Regions from separate parts of the Mus musculus genome. Here region 2 is linked to region 1. The links are chromatin contacts, called in public HiCAR-type maps. All regions are on one chromosome and are shown on one strand. Each heading gives the region's core, a stretch centred on a gene start, on an enhancer-like site or on the middle of the called end of the contact. The rest is flanking DNA. Distances are from core to core; before and after follow the strand shown. Region 1 has its middle 41 kb from the start of Mir3095. Region 2 has its middle 21 kb from the start of Olfr267.

The links. HiCAR-type assays count read pairs that join an accessible place to other places.
Region 2: a contact with region 1 is called in a HiCAR-type map of fibro-adipogenic progenitors, with 5 times the contacts expected there. The contact joins two enhancer-like sites. A contact is called at or near these places in 1 of 39 promoter capture datasets (hippocampal neurons), 1 of 15 datasets of contacts at CTCF or cohesin (the NIH/3T3 cell line), 8 of 484 Hi-C or Micro-C datasets (the HPC-7 cell line, bone marrow-derived macrophages, embryonic fibroblasts and 3 more), 1 of 115 datasets of contacts at active chromatin or transcription factors (fibro-adipogenic progenitors) and 1 of 9 other capture datasets (liver).

Annotation. Positions count from the first base shown.
Region 1 is chr4:58,397,723-58,402,986 of GRCm38.p6, reverse strand. No RefSeq gene overlaps it. Among named protein-coding and RNA genes, the nearest start is that of Mir3095, 41 kb to the left of the region's middle. Within about 2 kb of position 2,001, at least 59 of the 459 cell types and tissues checked have an H3K27ac peak or open chromatin away from gene starts, as enhancers often do. A contact at or near this core is called in fibro-adipogenic progenitors, where this site is marked.
Region 2 is chr4:58,762,438-58,767,701 of GRCm38.p6, reverse strand. No RefSeq gene overlaps it. Among named protein-coding and RNA genes, the nearest start is that of Olfr267, 21 kb to the left of the region's middle. Within about 2 kb of position 2,486, at least 18 of the 459 cell types and tissues checked have an H3K27ac peak or open chromatin away from gene starts, as enhancers often do. A contact at or near this core is called in fibro-adipogenic progenitors, where this site is marked.

The DNA.
Region 1 (5,264 bases), core at 752-3,251:
CTTGGATTAAAATGACACATGGCTTCCTGTATTTGGCACCTGTTCTTCCCAATTCTATTGCCTTGAACTCCTGAGCTCCATCCTCATAGACCCTGTTGTGTGAGCACTTTTGCTACCTACTTAGCTACTCGCTGTTCTGAATCCTTGAGTTTTTGCTTTGGCGTGCCCTCAGGTTTTGCCCAGTATTTACATTCCCCTCCCTCCCTTCCTCCCTCCTTCCTCTTCTCCCTCCTTCCTTGCTTTGTTTCTATTGTCTCGGCAAATGGGCCATACCTGACATTTTTATCACAAAATGAGGTGTCTGAAACTGCTTTGATATGAAGGTAAATGGCTTTTCAAACACATATGTGTATGTGTTTATATACTATATATGTATATATATATTACACATAATATATATAATAGATTCTTCATATCATTTCCTGTCTCCTGTGTTGGGGTAGGTATGACAATAGACAGTGCAAACTGGCTTCGGTGTGGTGTCTGCTTGGAAGAGGGGGAGGGCTGGTTCGTTCAGATTTGGCAGTGCCATCCTCAGCCACAGGACAGTGAAGACACAGTCTAGTTGGCTCTCTCACTTCAGCTTCTTGGCTTCCAGCTACAGTGACTCAGCTTAGGGGTTTATAGAAGAGTGAGTCAACCCAAACTATGGAATGAAGTATGGTTCTTGCATTTAATAAGCTTAGTCATCCTGGGCATCTCCCAGTCTGTCTGTCATATCCAACCACACAGCTTTATTGTTCATTATCTGCTGTTATTATGAGGCCATGGGTTAGCTCTTGTGTGGGTCTGTAAGAGGGTGAGTTTAGTCTTCAGTACGAAACAAAATAAGATGTCTTTTGTTTGCATAATGGTGGCATCGCCATGTTCCACTTTCCTGGCATTTAGCCCGGGATTTTTTTTCTCTCTATGAAAGATAGAAAGGTTGGGTTTCTGCCACTTCTGTCATTTTAGGGGTGGGAGTGTGAGGGAAGTTACATAACACACTGTGGAAGCTGTTCTAGAAGAAATTGTCTTTGGCTGTAGGCAGGGAAAGGGGTATTTTGTGAGGTGGATGTTTTTGTTTTCAATCAGAAAATCCCTTTCCCTATGGTCACTTCTTATTACAGATAACACATCGATAACCATGCCATTTGCTGTTTGTCAGCATGCTGTCGGTCACTGAAGGTCGAAGACCAAGGTCAGTCAGAATGTATCTCTGGGCTTAGGGGATAGCTCAGTTAGCTGAGTGCTTGCCTGACAAATGTAAAGATACCAGTTTGATACCCAGAACCTGCGCTTAAAAAGCTGGGTGTGTTTGCACATTTTTAAATCCCAGGTGGATTTAAAAGCAAGCAAAGACAGGTGGATCCCTGAAGCTTGTTAGCCAACCAGCTTACTGGACTAGAGCATTTCAGGCCTGTGTGAGATTGTGTCTGGCCCCTACCTGTAGATACATTCATATGCACCCTTATACCTCTACACACACACACACACACACACACACACACACACACACACACACACACACACACACTGAGCTCTGACTAGTAGATTTCTCCCCTTTTCTCCAAGTGGGAAAAGTTTTGCAGTGCTGGCGACTTTGGAGAGAGAACTTGCTGGTTAACTAGTTGGAAGATTAATCGCTTTATTCTTTCAAGGCGCCTTCTTCCACATATGTCGACTTTTGAGCTGTTGTGGGCAACTGCTCAACTCCCAAGCTGATGAGCTTCTCATATGCTTCTCAGCCGCTGGTCTCCAGCCAAGCGTCGAATCATCTAACGGAGTGGCTGCCAGGGCCTTTTCTGTGTGATTCCCCACCACATGCCCACCCCTCCGCATTTCTGGAGACTTCTATTTCTCCTGAATATCCTTGTCTGGGAAAGATTATCTTGGCAAAGAAGCAACGGCATTGGGAAATCAGAGAGGCAGCTTCTTGGTTGATGGGCAGGGGTGGTGCCTTGCTGAATGTGGGCAGCAGCAGTGGGGAGCTTGGAGCGCCTCAGTCCGTGAGCGGTACATGTGAGCTCATTCCTTTCCTTAGATGACTTCAGCCACTTAAGGCAAAGAAGGATATCTGAGAGGCCTGAGAGGCCGGTTCCTCAAGCTGACCAGTCTTTTTCTGACAGAGCCGTGAGAACTACCCTGAGATTCAATGCATGGTGTTGGGAGCACTAAACGAACAGTTACCAACCAGGCCACGGTAGAATTACTCTTTAACCTTTGTGTGTGTGGTGTGTGTGTGTGTGTGTGTGTGTGTGTGTGTGTGTGTGTGTGTGTACCATGGCTATAGGTAAGAAGAACATCTTCAGGTGTTCTCTCCTCTCACTTTGTCCATTCTGGGGATCGTTAGGCTTGGTGGCAAGCACCTTTACTTCCTGAGCCATCTTGCCAACCAAGCCAAAAGAATTTGCATGTAGCTGGGCAGTGGTGGCACATGCCTTTAATCCCAGCACTTGGGAGGTAGAGACAGGAGGATTTCTGAGTCCGAGGCCAGCCTGGTCTACAGAGTGAGTTTCAGGACATCCAGGAGTATACAGAGAAATCCTGTCTCGAAAAACAAACGAACAAACAAAAACAAAAACAAAAAAGAATTTGCATGCAACTTGGGTATGTTAATATATAAACATGTACATATATCAATCATTTCTTGATATACTTACTTTAAAGCAACTTTTAGAATATATCTAATTTTCCCATTTATTAAAGATGGAAACCATTTGGGTACTAATGAGATGGATAGGCCTGTTTAGTTTTACACTGTTAAGTCATGGATAAACATCTGATACTGCAGGATGTGGAATATCTTAAACATTTTTCAGTTTATTAATATTTCACAATTGTCAACTGCTTAGCATGTATTTTGGCAATTTATCCTGCTACCAATCTTATTTACAATTATTCCCCAAACCAAAGCATTCACTCCTTTTAAATTTATTTATTTACCAAACACTGCTCACCTGCCTATTGAAAGGCACTGCTGCAGATGCCAGAAGCACATTTGTGAAGGCAACAGCCAAGGTCCCTTTCCTTCTAGTAGAGAGAGCTCACAGTGTTCACGGACATAATATGAACACCATGATTTCTTTAGTTGTGGGTTGCTTTAACGGAAGCTGAGACAGGAGGATCACTAGTTTAAAGTGAACCATATAGCAAGATCCTTTCAATATATAATAATCTAGAAAATAGATAGATGATGGATGAATAGATGCATAGATGGATAGTAGGAACAGATGTTATAGGTAATAAGGCGGTTGTCAAAGGTGGTGTCCCAAAGGAAGAACATTTTCCAGAGACTTGAATGTTAATCTGGTGTATGCTGAGTCTAATAATATAGCCACAAGTTGTTAGGCTTCCCCAGTCTCTCTACACACCACCCAAATCTTCTAGACTAGCCTGACTCAGGGATGTTTCCATTGCCAAAGTAGGGGAGGAGCAACACATCTCCTCAGCTTCTCTGTGACTTTGCTAGCATCATTGACTAACGCCAATCACATGGCACCATGACGTAAGATAGGAAGGACCTGGAGAAAGTAAGGGATGGAGGAACCACAGCATCATTGTCGCCAACCAACCAATATGCTGCAGTTGATTTTTGTGTTTTTGCTTTTGACCAAAATAGTAAACATGTTTTAAGACTTGCTTTCCTTCCTTTTCCACAGTAGACTACTGTTCTATGCTTGTGGATACAGTAGTTTTATGCTATTGGATATAGTCTCGACATCTTCTCCAGCTTCTCTGAGAATAAGAATGAGAGCCTTCATGGACCTCGCATCTGCAGAAGGTGCCTTTTCCTTGGATGCATTATTACTGTGCAGCAGCAGCCATTGTTGGTTCAGTTGGGCCCTCTCTTGGTGCTGTGGTTTGTTTCAGACATCTCCTATGTTAAGGTCTCTTCCATTTGGGAAGCTCTGGGCTGGCCAGTATCAGGCACAGCTGTAAGCTTTTTCCTCCAGTGGGCTTCCTTTGAATAGGAACATTCAAACGACTGCAGACTTCATGTAGTGGCAAGGTAAAAGCAATGACTACATAGATAAATATCCAAATGAGGAATGCTTCACCTGCAGGTACCAGTACTCACTAGCGCAATTCTGACCAATCCAGATAAATTGCTTACTATATCAGACAGTAGATTCTTCATCTGATTTGTGGTTAAGTTGGAGCCAGTCATTAGGACCCTGGGAATGGAGTGAAGGGCTGGAAGAAGCTGACTGCAGAAGGACATTTCTGGTTCAGTTTCGCCTTCATATGCTTCTTGTCTGGGAAGAACCCAACGAAAGCGTAGCCAGGAAAGATGGCTCCCACTTTTATTACTTTTATTGTTCATTTGTGATCATGTTATCTGCCAGCAGGACCCCTCCCATTTGTCCTCTTCCAAATCGATAGCCAATGAAGCTCCCATGTGGAGATAAAGACATATATTTCTTCCTCTTCTGTCTTGAACTGGAACTGATTTAAACTTCAGACTCTAAGCCCCACACAATTACCCCGCAGCCCCTGCCACCAAAGACTACCAAACACGAAATCCTCAAGTTCAGGAATGGAAGTCACTTCACTTAGACTCAGCACTGTCAGTTCCACTGTGCTCATGGCCTCTTGGTCAACTTTTCCTTTGTAGCAAAATGACAACAACAAAAAGATTATCAATTTAAAAATATTCCTCTTCAAAAGGAATCACATCCATCAGAGGTCACCTGTTGGTGCTACCAAGTCTAGAAGCCAACTGCAGCAGATTTTCCCCTTGCTCCTAAGCTTGCTCATAGCAGCAGCAGACTTTCCTCTGCTGTTTTGCCTTGCTCCCAAGCTTGTTCTAGCCCTCTATGATATGATATCTGGTATGTCTATGATCGCTTCAGAAAGATATTTAGATGTGAAGGGAGGTTCTTCTGAAAGTTCTCAACTAAAAATATCTCCAGACAGTTATCACACTGCTACCTCCCCTCACCTGTTCCCAGAGAAGAAATGCCCCAGAGATAAACGGCTTTCAGTGGGATGATCCAGCCTTAAGGATTCCAGGTTCACAACTATTTCAGGCAAATTGCCCACCTTGCACCACTGGTCCACAGCCATAGATTCTCCAAATGCCGAAGCTCTTAAACAAGAGTTTCTATCTTTGAACTTAAGGTCTAGAGAAGTTGAGTGATGGTTTTATTCCTTTCTCTCTCAAGTTTTGGTGGGAAGTTTATCCCTCCTTCCTGCCTTGGAACTTCGAAAAGCCATTCTAGGCCCTGTATACAGTGTCATTGGTGAAGGTCTCAGCATATTCAGGATAATGGAAAACTTGG
Region 2 (5,264 bases), core at 1,237-3,736, 360 kb before region 1:
AGTTGAGGTTGGGCACCAACAGTCAATTGGGAATAAACTTGATCCTTAATTTCAAAGTTGTGAGACTGCAGAGTAAAAACTTCAAAACTGTTGATTTTAAAGAAGTTCTATAAAAGATATTCTGTGTTCATACCTTGTGTGTATGAATGTGTGCCTGTTTATGCATATATGTGTAGACTTCTAGAAGTTGATGTTCCTTAATCACTTATAATAATACTTATGACTTCTTCTTCTTCTTCTTCTTCTCCTCCTTCTTCTTCTTCTTCTTCTTCTTCTTCTTCTTCTTCTTCTTCTTCTTCTTCTTCTTCTTCTTCTTCTTCTTCTTCTTCTTCTTCTTCTTCTTCGTAAGAAAGTCACTAACTGACTAGATTGTCTGGTCAGCAAGTACCACTGACTCTCTTATCTCCACATCCTCAGTGCTAGGATTAATCACATGCAATGCTTCCCTGGACTTTTCATGAAAGTTCTAGGACTCTGAACACAGGCTCTCATGCTTGCACAGTGAGCACTTTACTGACTGAGCTATCTCTTTACCCTCAATCTACTAAGATGAGCTGTTTCTCTACTTTATCAGCAGATTCAGTGAAACTCATGTAAAAAAAACCTAGTGTATTTTTTTCTATATCAATTTCTAAGGAATACCAAATAACCTAAAATATTTTGCAAAAGAACGAAGTTGGAGGACTTACACTTTTGTTAGCAATACTTATTCTAGAGTTGTAGCACTTAAAACATTATGGTAATGGCACCATAATGTGCAGAACAATGGGCTAGAACTCAATGGCCAGAACTAAGTTCAGGTATCTAGTGTCAGTGGACCAGGATGCCAACAGTGTTCAGCAGGGCAAAAACCAGCCTATTTACAACAGAAATATCTTCATGCAAAAAAATGTATTTGGTCCTTATCAAACAAGTATGTGAAAGCCAAAACTATAACATTTGGAAAAACAGAGAAACAAATGTTCATGACCAAAACACAGTGGTTTCCTAGAAATGACACAAAAAAGTCTATGCAACAATACAGGTAAAGTACTAACAAATTAGTTTTGATCAAAATTAAAAATATTTGCTCATCAAAGGACACTATGAAGAAAGTGAAGAGGTAGCCCACAGAATATAAGAAAACATTAGCTAGTTAAGAATTGAATTAGTATATTATTTACCTGTTCTATGAAGAGTTTTGAAACAAAAAGACAACTGATTAGCAAGCAGGTGGAAGACTTGAATAGATAGCTACTGGAAGACATACCTGTGACCAGCAAGCACATTAAATGATGTTCATATTATTAGTCAGAGAAATTAAAGTTCAAACTATAATGAGAAACCCATGCCTTCCCATTGGAATAGCTAAAACAAGTGGGAAATAGCAAGTGCTGGCAAGGAATTGGAGAAATTGAAACTCATGCATTGCTGATGCAATAAGGTGTAGCTGCTGTGAAGAATAACTTGATAGGTCCATAAGCAATTATGTGCCCTGGAAATTCCACTTTGAGGTATATATCCAAGCAAATACTGTATACAAAGGCTCATTTCAGTACTAAAAATTCAAATAATTAAAATACAGAATGACTCATATGTTTATCAGCTGACTGATGGCTAAACAGATATGTCGTTCCTTATTCAGCCTTAAAAGTGAAGTACTGACTCATGTGACATGTATGGACCTTGAAGACATGCTAAATGAAGTAAGTCAGACACACAATCACTTGTATAGACAGTCCAGACTAGATACATTCCCTAGGAACTGAAAGTGGATTACTGATCATCTAGAGCTTCCTTTTGAAGTGATCACACAACACAGCATGAGCTAAAGTGATGAAATTCATGCTGTACGAATTTTACCTTAATAAAGAAATAAAAGTTTGATGCATATTAATTATAGTAAAAGCTTTGAAAGTTGGATGAAATAGACAAAATTGCTAGGAAAATAGAATAAATTAAATAATAAATGGAACACATATGAGACTTTTGGTAGCTAAAAATATTTTCATCAAACAACCTATATATTTTAACAAATACTCAAGGAATAAGTTACTCAAATTTTGGAACAGAAATGGGAATTTCCAAACTTGTTTTCTGGATATTGCATAATTGTGGAGTATAAACTGACCCAAAAGTACAGGCTTACTCTCATCAGACCAAAAGAAATTATGTCACTTCACAGTGTTTTACAGATGGAAATAGCATTTTATTAAAACATGCATGCTTTTCTAAATTACTCATGGGCGGCTGGCTAGGCTGCAGGCTACTCAGCCCACACATGGCTCTAAACCCCATAATGACAAGATCATGTAACAATCCAAGGGGCAATGGTACAAGGCTATCAGCAGGTATTCCTAATGCTTGAAACCCAGCTAATCTAGATTTGCATACTAACCTTTGCAGAACCCCACCTCAAAATCTTCTTCTAGCCCTGTGAAGGGAATGGGAAGGACAGAAGGCAGATTCTGCCTAGAGAAAATGAAAGCCTGTTGGGGAGGTGAGCTAATACCCAGCTGTAAGCTGAGCTAGGCTCCCCACAGAAACACTCAGTGTGTGTGTGGAATATCCTCTGAGTAACAGACCTTTCTTTGTTGATTTGAGTTATGTTTTTAGATCGCTGTTGTATAGTGTTTTAGTTTAGTATTGTAGTATGCCTTTCTTGCTCAGTGTTCACCAAAAGAGGCAGGGTTTCTTTGACCCAGGTGCCCCAAGGTAAGTATGGACATGATGCTGGACCAATAAGCCTGTCTCGTTTTAAGCAGAGGAATCCAGAAGGAGGAGATGGCAATTGCTCAGTTACCTTGTCACACCTGATTGTCCCTGTCCTGGGAGAGGTGTCGAGCTGTGGAGCAGGGTCGGTGAACTGATGTTGGGACTGACAGAGGAATGAAGTAAAGAACAGAGACCTGCCTACAGGGAGATGGAGTTCACTCTGAAGGCATGGCGGTGGGGTGGGAGTCCTGTCTAAGAAGGGCAGACATAATCACTGAGTACAAGGACTACATTAGCCATTTATTTAATTGGTGTAGGGTTGGAGAGCTCAGAGATTTATTATCTGTTCTTTCTGCTTTTGTATGGATGATGATGACCTGTGGAACTGGTTGTAAGTGAAGGTCCCTGGGCCTAGATCTCAGCAGTTCTGACTCAAAAAAACCAGTCTGGAACCCAGAAACTCGGCTTTTACAAACAGTCCTGGTGATTCTTGTGCCAGAAGGTCAGGGGCCACATTGAAAGTCCATAGTTTTCAGATGATTGTCTTTAAACATTCTTACCTTCTTATGAATCTTCATAGTATCTGTAACATAAAAAACAGAGCAAGTTTTCCTATTCTCGTGACCCTTTAATAAGTATTCCGAGCTGCTTCCATCTCCCGTATTTCTTTCTCACTCAAAGAGAAGTCAATTTCACTTCTACCTCAAGTCCTCCTTAGGAAAGTTTCGGAGATTAAAAGTTCCCTTACTTTTTTCTTAATCATTAGCTCACTCTCACCTAATTCACCCTTGGGACTGAGCCCCCTGGCCCTCTAGTTAGTAAGTGTGTATTTCCAGAGTGGCACTGCCTCTGGGGTTCTAAGCTATAATGAAGCCTCTTGAAACCCAGCTTCCTCCAGAGAAGCAAGGATTAGACTGAGACTTGTACATGGCCTAGAGGGAACAGTGTTATAATGAGGTACTGAGGTCCCACAGAAAACAATGTCTGACTTGTGTATTGTATTAACAAAGGCATTCTCTTGTGGTACATGCAGAGCTAAGTCAAAGTGGCTGTTTCTCCCAGAGGCCATGGGAAGGTGTCCTCAGAGGGAGCACCTATAATGAGGGATACAGTGCTAGGTGGATGTCCCATACTCTTTACAGATCCCTAAGCCTTTCTTGGTGACACCAGGTCCTCTCCTCAACTCCCACTTCTCTGTCTTCAGTGGGCACATGGATGAACCAAGCACACCATTCTGTGTTTATTCTCTCTCCTGCCTCATCAGAAAGAAAGAAGGGCCCCTCAACATTGAGTTAGCAGCACAGGCCCCACGCAGGGCAAGTATTAGCACCATGCTTGGCGCAGAACCATGTCCACAGTATCTGCTGACTTCCAGCAGCATCTTGGCTTGTGATTATTATGGACAGTCCTGGCTCACAAGAAGCCAGTTCCAATACCAGATTGCCTGCAGCTGTGCCTCCAGAGGAATTTTCATCAAAATCCTTTCCCCCATTTCCGTATAGTAGTTATCATTCAGCTGCAGGCAAAATGTAACTTTGGATGGAATTTAAATCTTGGAAAACAACATTCCAAAGTAAGAGAGGCACTGATAAACAGAAGTGATAGCATATTTTACACAAATGTTTTCCAAGCACACAGTTAAAAATGACCTCACATTTGATTTCTTTTCAGCTGCACAATTAATATTTTCCTGTAAACCGATGTGAAGTGGAAAACTTAAGGGTTCTTTGGAAAGTCGGTTGGTTAGTGTTTTGCTGGGGCAAAAACACTTGAATGAATGTTTAACTGAAGTGGACACAGGTAAAAGACTAAGGCAGACTCCTGAAGGAATGTTTCTCTGAAGCAAACACAGGAGAGAGGATGTTCTGCTAAAGCAAGCTCGTGAAAGGACACGTGATGAAGAATTCTTTGCTAACAACATGCATATATAGGTCCGCCTTACATTGCATAGTTGAGCTGCATTCATCAGGATTCCATAGAGAGAAATGCAATGAATGCTACAGCTAGCATTTCTCAGACTAATCCTTTTTTCCTTAGGATCCAAACAACAGACAACAGAGAGACTGGATAAACCCAGAGACTGGGCAATAAATGCTACAGCTAGCTTTTTTCCAGACTAACCATTTTTTCCCTTTGGGCTCAAAACATGAGTTCTTTACCCCAATTCAAACAATATATATATATATATATATATATATATATAATATAAAACCATCATCTCAATCGCTTCAGTTGGAGCAGGTAGTTTTGGTTGCTTGATGTGTTATGGTTGTTATCATCTAGGGTGCTAGGTTGTTTTAATTATTCTATTCTATATTGATAGAAATGTAAGGTTTTTTGTTTAATTATTGTATATTAATAGAGACTTAAGTTTTTGTTTAGTTACTGTATATTAATAAAAATTTAAGTATTTTTTCTTAATTATTGTATACTGATAGAAATTTAAGTTTTTTCTTTAATTATCATATATTGATAGAAATATAAGTTGTTTTGCTTAAATTATTGTATATTGATAGTTATTTAGGGATTTTTGTTCATTGTATATTAATAGAAATTTTTGTTAGACTATT